Linked DNA regions of Salmo salar: region 1 is linked to region 2. The links are chromatin contacts, called in public Hi-C maps. All regions are on one chromosome and are shown on one strand. Each heading gives the region's core, a stretch centred on a gene start, on an enhancer-like site or on the middle of the called end of the contact. The rest is flanking DNA. Distances are from core to core; before and after follow the strand shown.

What was found. A called contact is a pair of places that touch in the nucleus more often than the background predicts.
Region 1: a contact with region 2 is called in a Hi-C map of muscle, with 5 times the contacts expected there. The contact joins the promoter of LOC106588196 here to the enhancer-like site in region 2. A contact is called at or near these places in 2 of 3 Hi-C or Micro-C datasets (gill and muscle).

Annotation. Positions count from the first base shown.
Region 1 is chrssa27:2,482,891-2,489,741 of Ssal_v3.1, forward strand. It overlaps LOC106588196 (sodium bicarbonate cotransporter 3), which reads right to left and starts at 3,604. Exons shown (of 26, transcript XM_045709203.1): 1 at 3,377-3,604. The coding sequence starts at 3,412.
Region 2 is chrssa27:2,435,547-2,442,327 of Ssal_v3.1, forward strand. The region is part of intron 6 of LOC106588196 (sodium bicarbonate cotransporter 3); the gene reads right to left. Among protein-coding and RNA genes, the nearest start is that of LOC106588142, 38 kb to the left of the region's middle. Within about 2 kb of position 4,350, at least 1 of the 13 cell types and tissues checked has an H3K27ac peak or open chromatin away from gene starts, as enhancers often do. A contact at or near this core is called in muscle, where this site is marked.

The DNA of each region.
Region 1 (6,851 bases), core at 2,354-4,853, 47 kb after region 2:
CCTGCACAGAGTCCTGACCTCAACTCCATCTAACACCTTTGGGATGAATTGGAACACCGACTGCGAGCCAGGCCTAATCGCCCAACATCTGTGCCCAACCTCACTAATGCTCTTGTGGCTGAATGGAAGCAAGTCCCCGCAGCAATGTCCCAACATCTAGTGGAAAGCCTTCCCAGAAGAGTAGAGGCTGTTATAGCAGCAATTTAATGCAATATCATGCCTATTTGTATTTGTATTTATTATGGATCCCCATTAGTTTGCTGGGGTCCAGCAAAATTACGGCAGTTTATACAATTTAAAAACATTACAATACATTTCACAACACACTGTGTGCCCTCAGGCCCCTAGTCCACCACTACCACATATCTACACTACTAAATCCATGTGTATGCATAGTGAGTATGTTATTGTGTGTGTGTGGTGTGTGTGTGTGTGTATGCATGCGTCTGTGCTAATGTTTGTGTGGCTTCACAGTCCCCGCTGTTCCATAAGGTGTTTTTTAATCTGTTTTTAAATCTAATTTTACTGCTTGCATCAGGTACTTGATGTGAAATACAGTTCCAAGTAGTCATGGCTCTACTGTATGTAGTACTGTGTGCCTCCCGTAGTCTGTTCTGGACTTTTCTGGGCTGTGGCATGTCTTGTGGGGTATGCATGGGTGTCCGAGCTGTGCGCCAGTAGTTTAGATAGACAGTTTGTTGCATTCAACATGTCAATACCTCTCATAAATAAAAGTAGTGATGAAGTCAATTTCTCCTCCACTTTCAGCCAGGAGAGATTGACATGCATATTATTAATATCAGCTCTCTGTGTACATCCAAGGACCAGCCGTGCTGCCCTGTTCTGAGCCAATTGCTAAGTCCTTTTTTTGTGGCACCTAACCACACGACTGAACAGTAGTCAAGGTGCGACAAAACTAGGGCCTGTAGGACCTGCCTTGTTGATAGTATTGTTAAGAAGGCAAAGCATAACTTTATTATAGACAGACTTCTCCCCATCTTAGCTACTACTGCATCAATATGTTTTGACCCTGAAAGTTTACAATGTAGTGTTACTCCAAGCAGTTTAGTCATCTCAACTTGCTCAATTTCCACATTATTTATTACAAGATTTAGTTGAGGTTTAGGGTTTAGTGTGTTTTGTTCCAAATACAATGCTTTTAGTTTTAGAAATATTTAGGGCTAACTTATTCCTTGCCACCCACTCTGAAACTAACTGCAGCTCTTTGTTGAGTGTTGCAGTCATTTCAGTCACTGCAGTAGCTGACGTGTATAGTGTTGAGTCAGCCGCATACATAGAAACTCTGGCTTTACTCAGTCAGTGGCATGTCATTAGTAAAAATTTAAAAAAGCAAGGGGCCTAAACAGCTACCCTGGGGAATTCCTGATTCTAACTGGATTATATTTGATAAGCTTCCATTAAAGAACACTCTCTGTGTTCTGTTAGACAATAAACTCTTATCCACATTATAGCAGGGGGTGTAAAACCATAACACATACGTTTTTCCAGCAGTAGACTATGATCAATAATGTCAAAAGCTGCACTGAAGTCTAAAAAGACAGCCTCCACAACCGTGATATTGGAATGATATGTTCGACGAGCAGGTATCCACATACTTTTGGTCATGTAGTGTATGTCACAACAGTTATAAATATATGTGCTATGACAAGTTATGTCTGCTGTTATGATATATTATGACATGGTTATGACCGTGTCATAACGTATTATGATGCTGGATGTCAAGTAAAGTATTGCCTAATACTTTCGGAAGACACATTTCAGTTGAATGCATTTAGTACAATTGACTAGGTATCCCCCTTTCCCTTTCCCTGGTAATGTAGAATGTTAATTCAAATGATGTTTACTGATGTGGCTCATGCAATGGAACATATGTTTTGTAATGTCAGTTGAGTTTAATCAACAAATCACAGCAAATATTGATGGGTACACTTCCTGCCCACACTTCCTGCTTTGCTCCTATGGGTACACCCGCAATGGCCGCCAGTCCACCCATTATGACATTATTGACTTGAATGGGGACTATTCATTCTATTTCTATGGCAGCACATGGCAGCAAATGCAGTCAGGAGCTAAGGAGAGGAGAAAATGTGAGTCCCCCAAAAAATATTAAGGAGGCCGCGGTCATTTGGCTGTCCAATTACCGTAATCCAAAACTCCATGACCGTCACAACTCTATGTGTGTGTGTGTGTGTGTGTGTGTGTGTGTGTGTGTGTGTGTGTGTGTGCGCACACGCGTATAGTAGTCTATAAGCTATGTTTGCATTTGAGTTTGTGTGGAATAATTTAATCAATATGGTTTTGAGTTTGCTTATCATGTCAGACCAATGAACAGTGTGTGTGTGTGTGTGTGTGTGTGTGTGTGTGTGTGTGTGTGTGTGTAAAGGGTCAGTTACTGTATAGCCTATCTGTTAAAATGAGCACTTCCATGTTAAATGAAATTCACTGTGCATTGGACCCTGGTTTTTGTCACTGTGAATGTTAAATTAATCGTTGTGGGTGACTGGTTTAGTGTAGGAGTGATTTCAGAGCCAGCCAGGTTCTCTCTATTCCAGGATGTTGTTACTGGGCCTCGTTCCAGGCAGGGGAGGTGACGTAAGTGAGGAGTTGCATAGTTCTATAGACACGCCAGTCCCCTGAGTTGTATCTCCACTGTCACACACAGGCCAAACACAATACCAGAGCCAGCAGAAAATAGCATGCCCCCGCCCCCAGAAAATAGGCTAAAGCATAGGCTACACAGAAATGGAAACCATTTCCACTCGTCTCTATAACACATTTTCCTCTCCTTGTATGTACAACCTAGTAACCACAGGTGTCTACATATTCCCCCTTCCCTGTCATTCTCTTCTTATCTAGGCTATTTCAATACCCTATAATCTATTATTGTGACTGACATCAACTTCCATTCATTAGATAAACAAACATCCTATTCATAATCTATCAATTTTTATCAAAGGAGCATGCTCTGTTTTGTTTTGATTCAATTATCTCTAGTCCGCTGACACATTTTCCTCCTCTACTCCTCTCTCACCTTCCTCCTTCTCCCTCCCTTCTCTCTCTCTCCTGGTCTCTCTTTAATGCAGCCATATCTGTTCCTGTCTCATTTTCTCCCATTCCGGCTAGTGAAGAGTGGGAATGACCATTTCCTTTCTAAGAGACATGCAGGGACTCTCCCCTTGCCACATTATTGCCCTCTCTCTTCCCCTCTGAGATACATCCTATAGAACACCCTCTATTCTATTCTGCAACCACAACCACTATTCTATGGTACAGCAAGACAATGTCAGAGATGGAGAAGACACACACCCACACACACACAAAACCAAACATACTCATGTTATCAGAGCAGACCTACCGTCAGCACATGCTCCCCTTCACAGTTCCCCGCCATCTGGGCTAAAACATCAGTGGCAGCCGAGGCAGCTGTGGCGTTAGCCGGCTTCTTCTCTCTTATCTCCCGTGTGTGTCTGTGTGTGTGTGTGTTTCTGTGAGCGTGTGTCTGAGCTCCAACTGAGACACTAGAATACTGGGCTGCTCTTGCCTGCTCGTCTGTGTTTATTCTGAGTGAGAGAGCAGAGCACTGCCTGCCTTAAAACAGACCTGCTCCTCTCCGACAAACCCCTCCTTTCTCAGCAGCCAATCCCCCGCCACCATGAATATTTCATTTGCCCAGCCAAAAGCGCACGCAGGCGGGCATACACACAGAGAGGACATACACAGAGGACACACACACACACACATACCCCCCCCCCCACACACACACACACACCCACAGTGGCATTCAGGGCAAACACCCACACGCACACACATTTCTCACAGACATTACCCAGAGGGCGAGGAGAATTGAAAAGGACAGACAGAGATGTGTTCATTAAGTGTCTCTGCCTCCATTGATTCTGCTACATGCGTGATCATTATCACAGTCTCAAGGTCATGTACACATCTTTCAGCACCTTCTAATTCCATGGAGACTCATGACTCATGCGCTCAGAATAACCCATCCACAATCAGTTCCATAAGGTCGTAAAACATAGGACATATGGGGTGGTCAGTGTAACATCATGCTTATGCAATAGTAAGACAGAAAAGGGTCAATCAAGGGCTCTATATGTGTCCCAAATGACACCCTTATACCTACATAGGCCCTGTGGGCCCTGGTCAAAAGTAGTGCACTATATAGGGAATCAGGTGCCACTTGGGACTCACTCTAGGTCTACAACATGAGGAAACTGGTATTTCAAATAGACCTACACTACCTAAATCAAATCCATTTTACTCTTTCAGTCGCAAACACAGAAAGGTACAAGTCATTAATGACTAGAGACAGGACAAAGCCATACAGCTGATCATTGCCTCGCATTAAATACAGTTCCGTGGAAACTGAGGGGCAGGGTGACACCTAATGGCCGACTCTGAATCTCACACGGAGGCAAAGCAAGCCAGCTGACACACACACACACACACACACACACACACACACACACGCTGAAACAAACATGGGGGATTGTACATTCCTACAATTCATAAGAAAGCAAGGCAAGGCCAATTTGCTAATTTAGGATTTGAAGGTCAGGCTCCCTAATTAAGTTTTTGTACTGTGTAGGGCTGGGCGATATACCGTATTTGACTATATACCGCTATTGATGCACGGACCGGTTTGGGTTTTTACTTTACCTTCTATAACGGTATTTGTTTGGTTTGTTAAATGTGATACGCCGTGTGTAACGTCCATTTGTATAGTTTACTCCGCTACTTGAGTCATACCTCTCCGTTCTCTCTCTCTCTCTTGCCGCTTTCCACACAGACTTGGTCCCACCCCGTCACTCAAGGAGCACATTTGTTGTTGCTTGACCACGTGACACTTTCGTTCAGTCTGCATGGTCAATGCAGCACATGCAACAATGTTGATGACAACAATGTTATTTCCACGTTGATCTTAATATAAATCCACAAGCGTTCTATAATTACAATATTAGTTTGTCTTTCTTATATCTGCAAACAGCTTGTTTGTGTTTTCTTAGCAAGTTAACCACTAATGCTAATCGCTAGTTAGCTGGCTAGTACTGGGTCAGAGCAAACATAGCTAGCTAATACAGCCTGATACCAGTGCTGGTGGAGGCCTAAATCAGCATGTTGTTTATGGAACAGTATCTTCTAAATCAAAGAGGACTAGGCAAAGCATGAATATGTTGGCTACATGAATAAAGATTTAATGTAACCAAAGATTATACGGTCCCCTAGGAAACACTGAACATCACTTTGGTTCCTACCCTGTCACAATAACTCATCAATGGCATTTTCATACGTTGTCATGTCAAACAACACTATTCAAAGTGCCCACTATTATTTATATTCTATAGAATTAAAATAAACATAATATTTCCATGATTCCAAAAGTTCACCCAAGTGTTTTGATCTAAATTGCAATTGCAACATTTGGTTAAAAATATGGCCAAGGTTTTTTGCCCATATCGTAGCAGTCCGGAAATCAAATCAAAAGTTTATTTGTCACGTGCGCCGAATACAACAGGTGTAGACCTTACAGTGAAATGCTTACTTACAGGCTCTAACCAATAGTTCAAAAAAAGGTATTAAGTGAACAATAGGTAAGTAAAGAAATAAAAACTACAGTAAAAAGACAGTGAAAAACAGTAGCGAGGCTATATACAGTAGCGAGGCTATATACAGTAGCGAGGCTACATACAGACACCGGTTAGTCAGGCTGATTGAGGTAGTATGTACATGTAGATATGGTTAAAGTGACTATGCATATATGATGAACAGTGAGTGTCAGTAGTGTAAAGAGGGGTTGGCGGGTGGTGGGTGGCGGGACATAAAGCAGATAGCCCGGTTAGCCAATGTGCGGGAGCACTGGTTGGTTGGGCCAATTAAGGTAGTATGTACATATGTACATGAATGTATAGTTAAAGTGACTATGCATATATGATAAACAGAGAGTAGCAGCAGCGTAGAAGATGGGTTGGGGGGGGGGGTGGGGGCAACACACAATGCAAATAGTCTGGGTAGCCATTTGATTACCTATTCAGGAGTCTTATGGCTTGGGGGTAAAAACTGTTTTTTCAATACCTTTAGAACCGTTTGTACTCTATTATGTTCTAAACCATTTTAAAATGTGCCATTTTTGCTAAATCACAACAACGTGAGTGAGGAAATCAGATTACACTTCTCTTGGCATGAGGGTCAGATAGCCAACTAACTTCCTCCTTTTAGTTAGATAAGAGAGATGGAGAAGAAAAGGAGTGAAAATGGCTGATGATCTGGTGTCTAAACAAAATGCCACTGCCCCAATTTGGATACATTTCGGATATAGACCCAACGGGAAAGGGGAACCCAATGACTTAATTGAGGTAATTTGCTATATTTGCCTGAAAGCAATAACAGCAAAAGGCAATACATCAAATCTGCACTCCCACCTCAGGGTACACCACCCACTGACCTATACAAGGCTTGGGATCACGAGCGTTGGGGCAGGGCCTCTCTTCACTGCCGTCGCCAACCCTATCTACATCAAGGCCGATAGGACCTTTTTCGGTATATACACCTCAATATGTGCAATTTTTATTATTTGTTATATTTTGATTAGCTTTTTAACCTCTACAGGATTGGTGGGTCCCCCGCAGGACGGTTGAGCTAACGACGGCTAATGTGATTAGCATGAGGTTGTAAGTAACAAGAACATTTCCCAGGACATAGACATATCTGATACTGGCAGAAAGCTTACATGCTTGTTAATCTAACTGCACTGCCCAATTTACAGTAGCTATTAGAGTGAAATAATACCATGCTATTGTTTGAGGAGAGTGCACATT
Region 2 (6,781 bases), core at 3,100-5,599:
CCGGAGCACCGAGGCACCTGCTGCTCAATGCATTCTCGTGGATACTGAGATTAGAATGCCTACTTTTGATAATATTGTGTTTTTCATATATCACTCATATGCAGACAGTTTGCAAAGCATCAAAACACAATACCGGTTCTCATATTTAAAACTTGAGAAGCCTTAATCTACACAAAAATGATGTAGCCATACTCTGATCAATTAATTAAATTATTTTTCTATAGGTTCTCTTGTATACCCCTTTTTTTCTCCCAATTGGTAGTAGTTACTGTCTTGTCTCATCGCTGCAACTCCTGTACGGACTCGGGAGAGGCGAAGGTCAAGAGCCATGCGTCCTCCGAAACACAAACCAACCAAGCCGCACTGCTTCTTGACACAACGCACATCCAACCCGGAAGCCAGCCGCACCAATGTGTCAGAGGAAAGAAACACCATACACCTAGCGACTTGGTCAGTGTGCACTGCACCCAGCACACCACAGGAGTTGCTAGTGCGCGATGAGACAAGGATATCCCTGCCAGCCAAACCCTCCCGAACCCGGACGACGCTGGGCCGATTGAACGTCGCCCATGACCCTCCCGGTCGCGGTCGGGTGCGGCAGAGCCTGGGCGCAAACCCAGAATCTCTGGTGGCACAGCTAGCACTGCGATGCAGTGCCTTAGACCACTGCGCCACCTGGGAGGCCCCTGCTTAATAGTATTTGATACAGAGTTACAATTTATACAATCTCAAAAGACCTTAATTAATTGACAACATAATGAAACTTCATTATGGCCTGCAGTGATGAGGGTTCAAGAAATTGCACCTCGACTTCAATGCGCCCTATAGCCATGTGAGGTGAGCCGTACACAGGAAACGCCAGCACCTCAGCGAGGGAGACGTGCATTGAGGAAAGAACCACAGAAATGAATGAACTGTAACATAGCGACACCACACACTCCACTCCCTCGTTCTCAGTCACCTAGAACGTAGAGGAATGTTCAAATGAATATGAATGGGTGACAGTTTCCTCCTTGTGGTCATCCTTGACCTGTGACCTATTCTAACTCGGCCCTGCGGGCTATGAGGCAGCCATGTTGGGACGAACAGAAGCGCTATTGCTCACATTCCCTACAAAGCCCGTGGGAGTGACAGGAATTAGTGGAGATTGCATCCGGAAGCTTAAACCCGGAATGCGCGCTCCATGCTGGATATCCGGCCATGCTCTATATGTACAGTAAACGAGTTTGACTAATCAAATCATATCATTCCAAAACCAGGGGCACACTGAGGACAAACACTACTGACTCTGATCATTTGTCTTCATCTGCATACCAAGAGCTGACACTACATGTTATGTGTGGTACTGTGACATGAGTGCTGCTGTGGCATTAGACAGTTCTTACTAAAGAATCCAGCAGTCAAAAGGTGAGCAGGTCTACTGTATTGCAGCCAAATATATTGGCACCATTGCACTTCTCTTAAATAATTCCCTATTTCTTCTCAAATAAGTAAAACATATGTTAGTTATTGTTAGATTATCAACATTGCAGAACCAAATTTTATTTTTGTAAACTTTAGTTTGCAATTTTAATTCAGAAAATAAAGACAAAAGGCATGGACAAAATGATTGTCACCCCAATAGTGGTGCATGGGTCAGCCGTGTTCATCCGCAATTGCTAATTGCTAATAACCCATCCACAACTGCCCGACTATGTGACAAAGTGAAAATCTGAGCCCCGCACCCAATCCTAATCCGCAAATATAGAACATGTGCTATAGGCTACAGTCAAAGACTGCAGAACGATTTTTTGACAGGCCTACAGGATTTTTTGTTGTTGCCTGTTTTAGATGTTTCTGCTTATAATTTCTGACATTTTGGTAGGCTATTTGTTAGTCAACTTGTCTATAATTAGATACATGTAGCTCCTCTTTTGTCATTATATGTTGCCCTAGAAGACTAAATAAACCCTTGCCCAACAGAATAACGTAATAGATCGATCGAAGAATTGATTCTTCAATCTAGTTGACATCGGTCAATTTTTCGGTCTTCTTTTGCGTAGCAAAGAAGTTTACTGCATGGCGAGAAAATAACGTTACAATAATGCAAATATTAAATAAAACAGGAAAGATTTTCTGTGCAAAATGTGCTAATGACGTCAGTTTGACCGGCTGCAAGGAAAAAGTGTCACTACTTCTTCCGAAGTCGATGCCCCTCCTTGTTCGGGTGGTGCTCGACGGTCGACGTCACCGGTCTTCTAGCCATCATTGATCCATTTTTCATTTTCCATTGGTTTTGTCTTGTCTTCCTACACACCTGTTTCCAATCCCATTCATTACATGTTGTGTATTTAACCCTGTTTCCCCTCATGTCCTTGTCAGTGATTGTTTGTTGTTATGTGCTCGTGTTTTTGGATTGGTGCGCAGCGGGTTATTGTACCCACGTTTATTTTATTATGTACTTTTTTTTTTTTTTAAACTACTCCAGTTACACCAAGTTTGTTTCTCCTGCGCCTGACTTCCCTGCCACCTACACACACGACGTGACAAAAATAAACTTGTTTCTGATGAGATTTCAGTTCGGCTTTGATGCATATTTTATGTGGTTGAAATACGAATCAGCTTTTATGATAAAGATGGCACCTTTACAGATGGTATCTAACTGAGCATTGTATTATCTCAAGTTGCAAAAAGAAATAAATCATATTTCTCCAATCCTGTTCCAAAATCCAAATTATTCCTACATTTGATGTATAATTTTACTGCAAGAAAAGCTTAATTCAGCACGAGTTATTATTAAGGCTATAGCCCTATTTACATGGGACTAGTATTACTAGAGAACGTTCTCTCTCTTTTTCCGGGATGATATTTCAACTTGTCCAGGCGATAACAGGATACACTAACTCGAGCTTGGTTCCCAAGTTTCTAAACTATACCAAACCATCTTTGGTAAAGTGTCGCCATCATTATTGAATTGAGGAAGTGTGATCATGATTTGCGCACGTTCAAGGCCTCCAGGACCAGAGTCAGCAAAGCAACCTCACAGCATTATCAAACCTCCCCATCTTTGATTGTAGTGAGGCTGTGCTTAATTTGTCAGTAAACACAGCGCTGATTTGTATTTCCAAAGAGCTCAAATTTTGTTTTATTGGTCCACAGAACATTGTCCCCGGGGTTTATGCTTGTTAAGGTGGGTTTATGAGAAGCTCAATCAGGCTTGTGTCTCCTTCAGCAGTGGGGTCTTCCTATGTTTACCAACGACCAATTTAAGCATTCAATAAAGAAAAGAACACTCTCCCCACAATCAAACACGGGGGAGGTTTGTTAATGCTGTGGTGTTGCCATGCTGCCTCTGGCACTGGGGGGCCTTGAATGTGTACAAGACAGCATGAAATCAGCAGATTATCAAGGTGTTTTGGAGTGCAATGTTTGTTGGCAGTTATCTTGGCCAAAGGCTGTGCAACCAAGTACTAGCTCCGGGGTGCCAACAATTTTGTGCATGCCAATTTAAGTTCACAAAAATACAATTTGTAAAAATGCATGAAATGAAATGTATGCATTCACTACTGTAAGTGGCTCTGGATAAGAGCGTCTGCTAAATGACTAAAATGTAAAATATTCTGCATTGTTGAAAATCCAATAACACAAGGTGTGGAGACCAAATGTTGTTTTCAATTTCAACTTATTTTATTTGAAATAGGGAATTATTTAAGAAAAGTGCAAGGCTGCCAATATATTTAGTCCGCAACTGTATATAAGCCTTGGTAGGAAGACTGATGATGCTCTGACTCCCCTGATGCTGATACAGTGTCGATTGCAGTTATAACTCTCAGGGTCAATTATGTTGTTAGCGGACACTAACGGTGAAGAATAGCCTAAAGTGACCCCAGGGCCTGATCAGGAATGAGCAGCTGCATTCATCGTGTGTGGGATGCAATGAAGGCATTTGACGCTATATTGAATCTACAATAACTCTCTATAGCCTGCCATTAGGGAGAGATGGTTTGCCAAGCAATTTTGTAAGTGAGATAGCTGGTTTGGGTGTTATAAGGTTAAGCCTAATAGTTCCTACAAATCATCTTACACTTCCTGTCTACGCAAGCATGGGATTCAAACTCAAATGAACGATACTCAGAACGAGGTGAAGTAAGTGTCTAGTATTTGGTTTCTTGGCAACTGTTGTCAAACATGGGATTCAAACTTCACTCAAGCGATACTCACAACGTGGTCAAGTACAGTATATAGTTTCTTGGCAAACGTTGTCTCCTAGACAGAAGTAATGGAAGATTACAGAACCACACTAGTACCTATAATAAGACAACGAGTTGCCCACCTTAAATCATGTTTCCCTCCTAACTAGAAGTCTCTAGTTCTCATGACCCAACCTTCCAGTTCAGCTCTCTTCTACACACACTGCTATAAATACAGGGGCTAAATACTATCCAGGTCCGGGAAGAACAAAAAGTCACTGTGGATGTCACTGGGACTGAGAAAGTTACGTGCCAACGTTAAAACCCTCCCACCCCAACCCCTCTCTATGGTTTTATATTTAGCATGCTGTTTGCACATGTACTGCAGGAGTCCCTTGCTAGACTCTTTAGGAGGAAAACGTCTGAGACGTGTATGTTTATACTCAGGAATTATGGAGGAGACGCCAAACGATGCTGCTCTGGAAAAAGACAAGATATTTGAAGTTGTTTAAGTCTGTCCTGGTTGTACAGTATATTCACAATGGGACAGTCATGGAGAGAAGTGACAGTAACTGGGAAAATAACCCATAATATGAGACCTGTCGACTCATCTATTACACTGTCTAGACTAAACAGGCCTCAAGGGATGGAAAACTTGCAGTCGATTAAACGCCTTCGGATTTTCATTTTAGGACTGAATGAATGAAAAAAGGTTTGCAATGAAAAAGTGTACAAAGAAATAATCACAGAACCAGAGTGAAACGTGAACTTTTTTCCTCACTGGCTCAAAATGGTGTAGTTAAAATGCATTGGGGTCATACAGGGCCTAAAGGTTGGCATGCTTTCTCTCTATGTTTAGCTAGTAATAGGCTACATTTGGTTATTATGGTATGTATTAAAAAGCTGTAGAATAGAATCTAGCAATATCATTATTTAGAATTGCATTGTATTAATTGCATTCACTTTTGTTTCTAAAGTATGTTATTTTGAGAAGATCTAAGAATAGGATGCTTCCCCATTACGACAACTGCCTTTCAAAAGAGAAGATATTAATCTGGTTAAAGTAGGCTAGCCAAGATGAATGCCAGGTGTCTTTTTATCAACAGTAGCCAGCATATTGCTAGTACTATATATTCACTATTAAAGGTTTACTTTTATAAATCAATTTTCCTAAAGGAAATGGATTGGTGAGCACTTCTTTCTATTCTGGACAGCTCACGTGTGCCGTGTGAACGCATCAACTTACAGTATGTACTGCTCGATAAGTTGTGACTCACGAGGAGCGTGGTTGAATGAATAGCCAATCATATTGCTCAAATACAAATAGCATGACTTTTCCATGTGTAGTCTTCAAATGGTTTTCAAGACACCGACAGAGCAGATAATCTTGGTTAACCCCAAATGAAAGTTTCATGTAGTCAGCTGCTCGATTCTGGGTCCATACGTGTTGAGAGAAGAGATGAAGCGATGCTAGAACGAGGAGCGGAACCAGAACGAGGAGCAGAACCCTCTCTCTTTGCAAGTTATGGGGTCGAAGATCCCCTCCCATTCCCGAAATTCGAAAGATGCTTACACCTGCGAAATCGTGATAAATCCAAATAACTAGTTACCAAAAAAACAAAAAAAACAGAACTACTGCTGCTCTCTATCCCACGCCTCCCATTCCTTCCCAAGAGATTCTACGGTACCAGTTATGTTTGCGTAGATATGTCCATGGGAGATTACACAGCAGGTAAATGTCGAACTGGAATGCCAAAATGCACTGCGAAGTTACTGGCCCAACACACGTTTTTACTGGCGGGCCATCGTTAATGTCGGACACTGCAGAACTATGGTATGGTAAATGATAAAACACATTTTCCATTCTCGAGAAGAGCCATGCACACACACTGAGCAAATAGAAGTGGAGAGACCAAGCCAAGCAAGGTGAGGGTAGTGTGGAAGGGCTGGATGAAGAAAGGTGGAGATAGAGAGAAAGGAATGTGAACAATAAATAGTCTAGGAATGGAGCGAGATATGAGAGAAAGGGAGAGTGCAGAAAGATGTTTGATAGAGAAACAGAGGTATGCAAGAATGGAATGAGGTAGAGGAAAACTGAGTGAGGTGGAGAGAGAGAGAGAGCTGTGTGAGGTCTTGTTGAGTCAATAGAGGGGTATAAAAAGTGAACATTGATGGGGGTTGATAATAGATTTATGGTAGGGTAGAGAAGGAGGGCACAGCCAGCATGCTGGTGCTAGTGTTCTCTGTTCAAGCCGTGACTCACACTGGCAGGCTACACAGATATTTGCCTTCTAAGGGCAGCTGCTGGAGCCCTCTAGTCTGCAGCGACGGTTGCCGAGCGGAATACGCCTCCTCATCCTTCGTAATGGCGGTGGGTGGCGACTCGTCGTCCTCAGGCGGTGACACCACCACCTCCGGGATGGCCTGGCGGACCGGGACGGGGCCAGAAGCGCGGGGAGGGTTTGGGGAGCGGCGGGGAGTAGGGGGCGTGTTCTGGGGGGTGGTGAGGGGCGAGGTTCCAGTTGAGTGCCCCCCGGCGGAGGTGGAGGAGGAGTTTGGCAGGAGGAGGTTGAGGAGGATGGAGACCCGGGACTCTCGCCTCTGGGACAGGT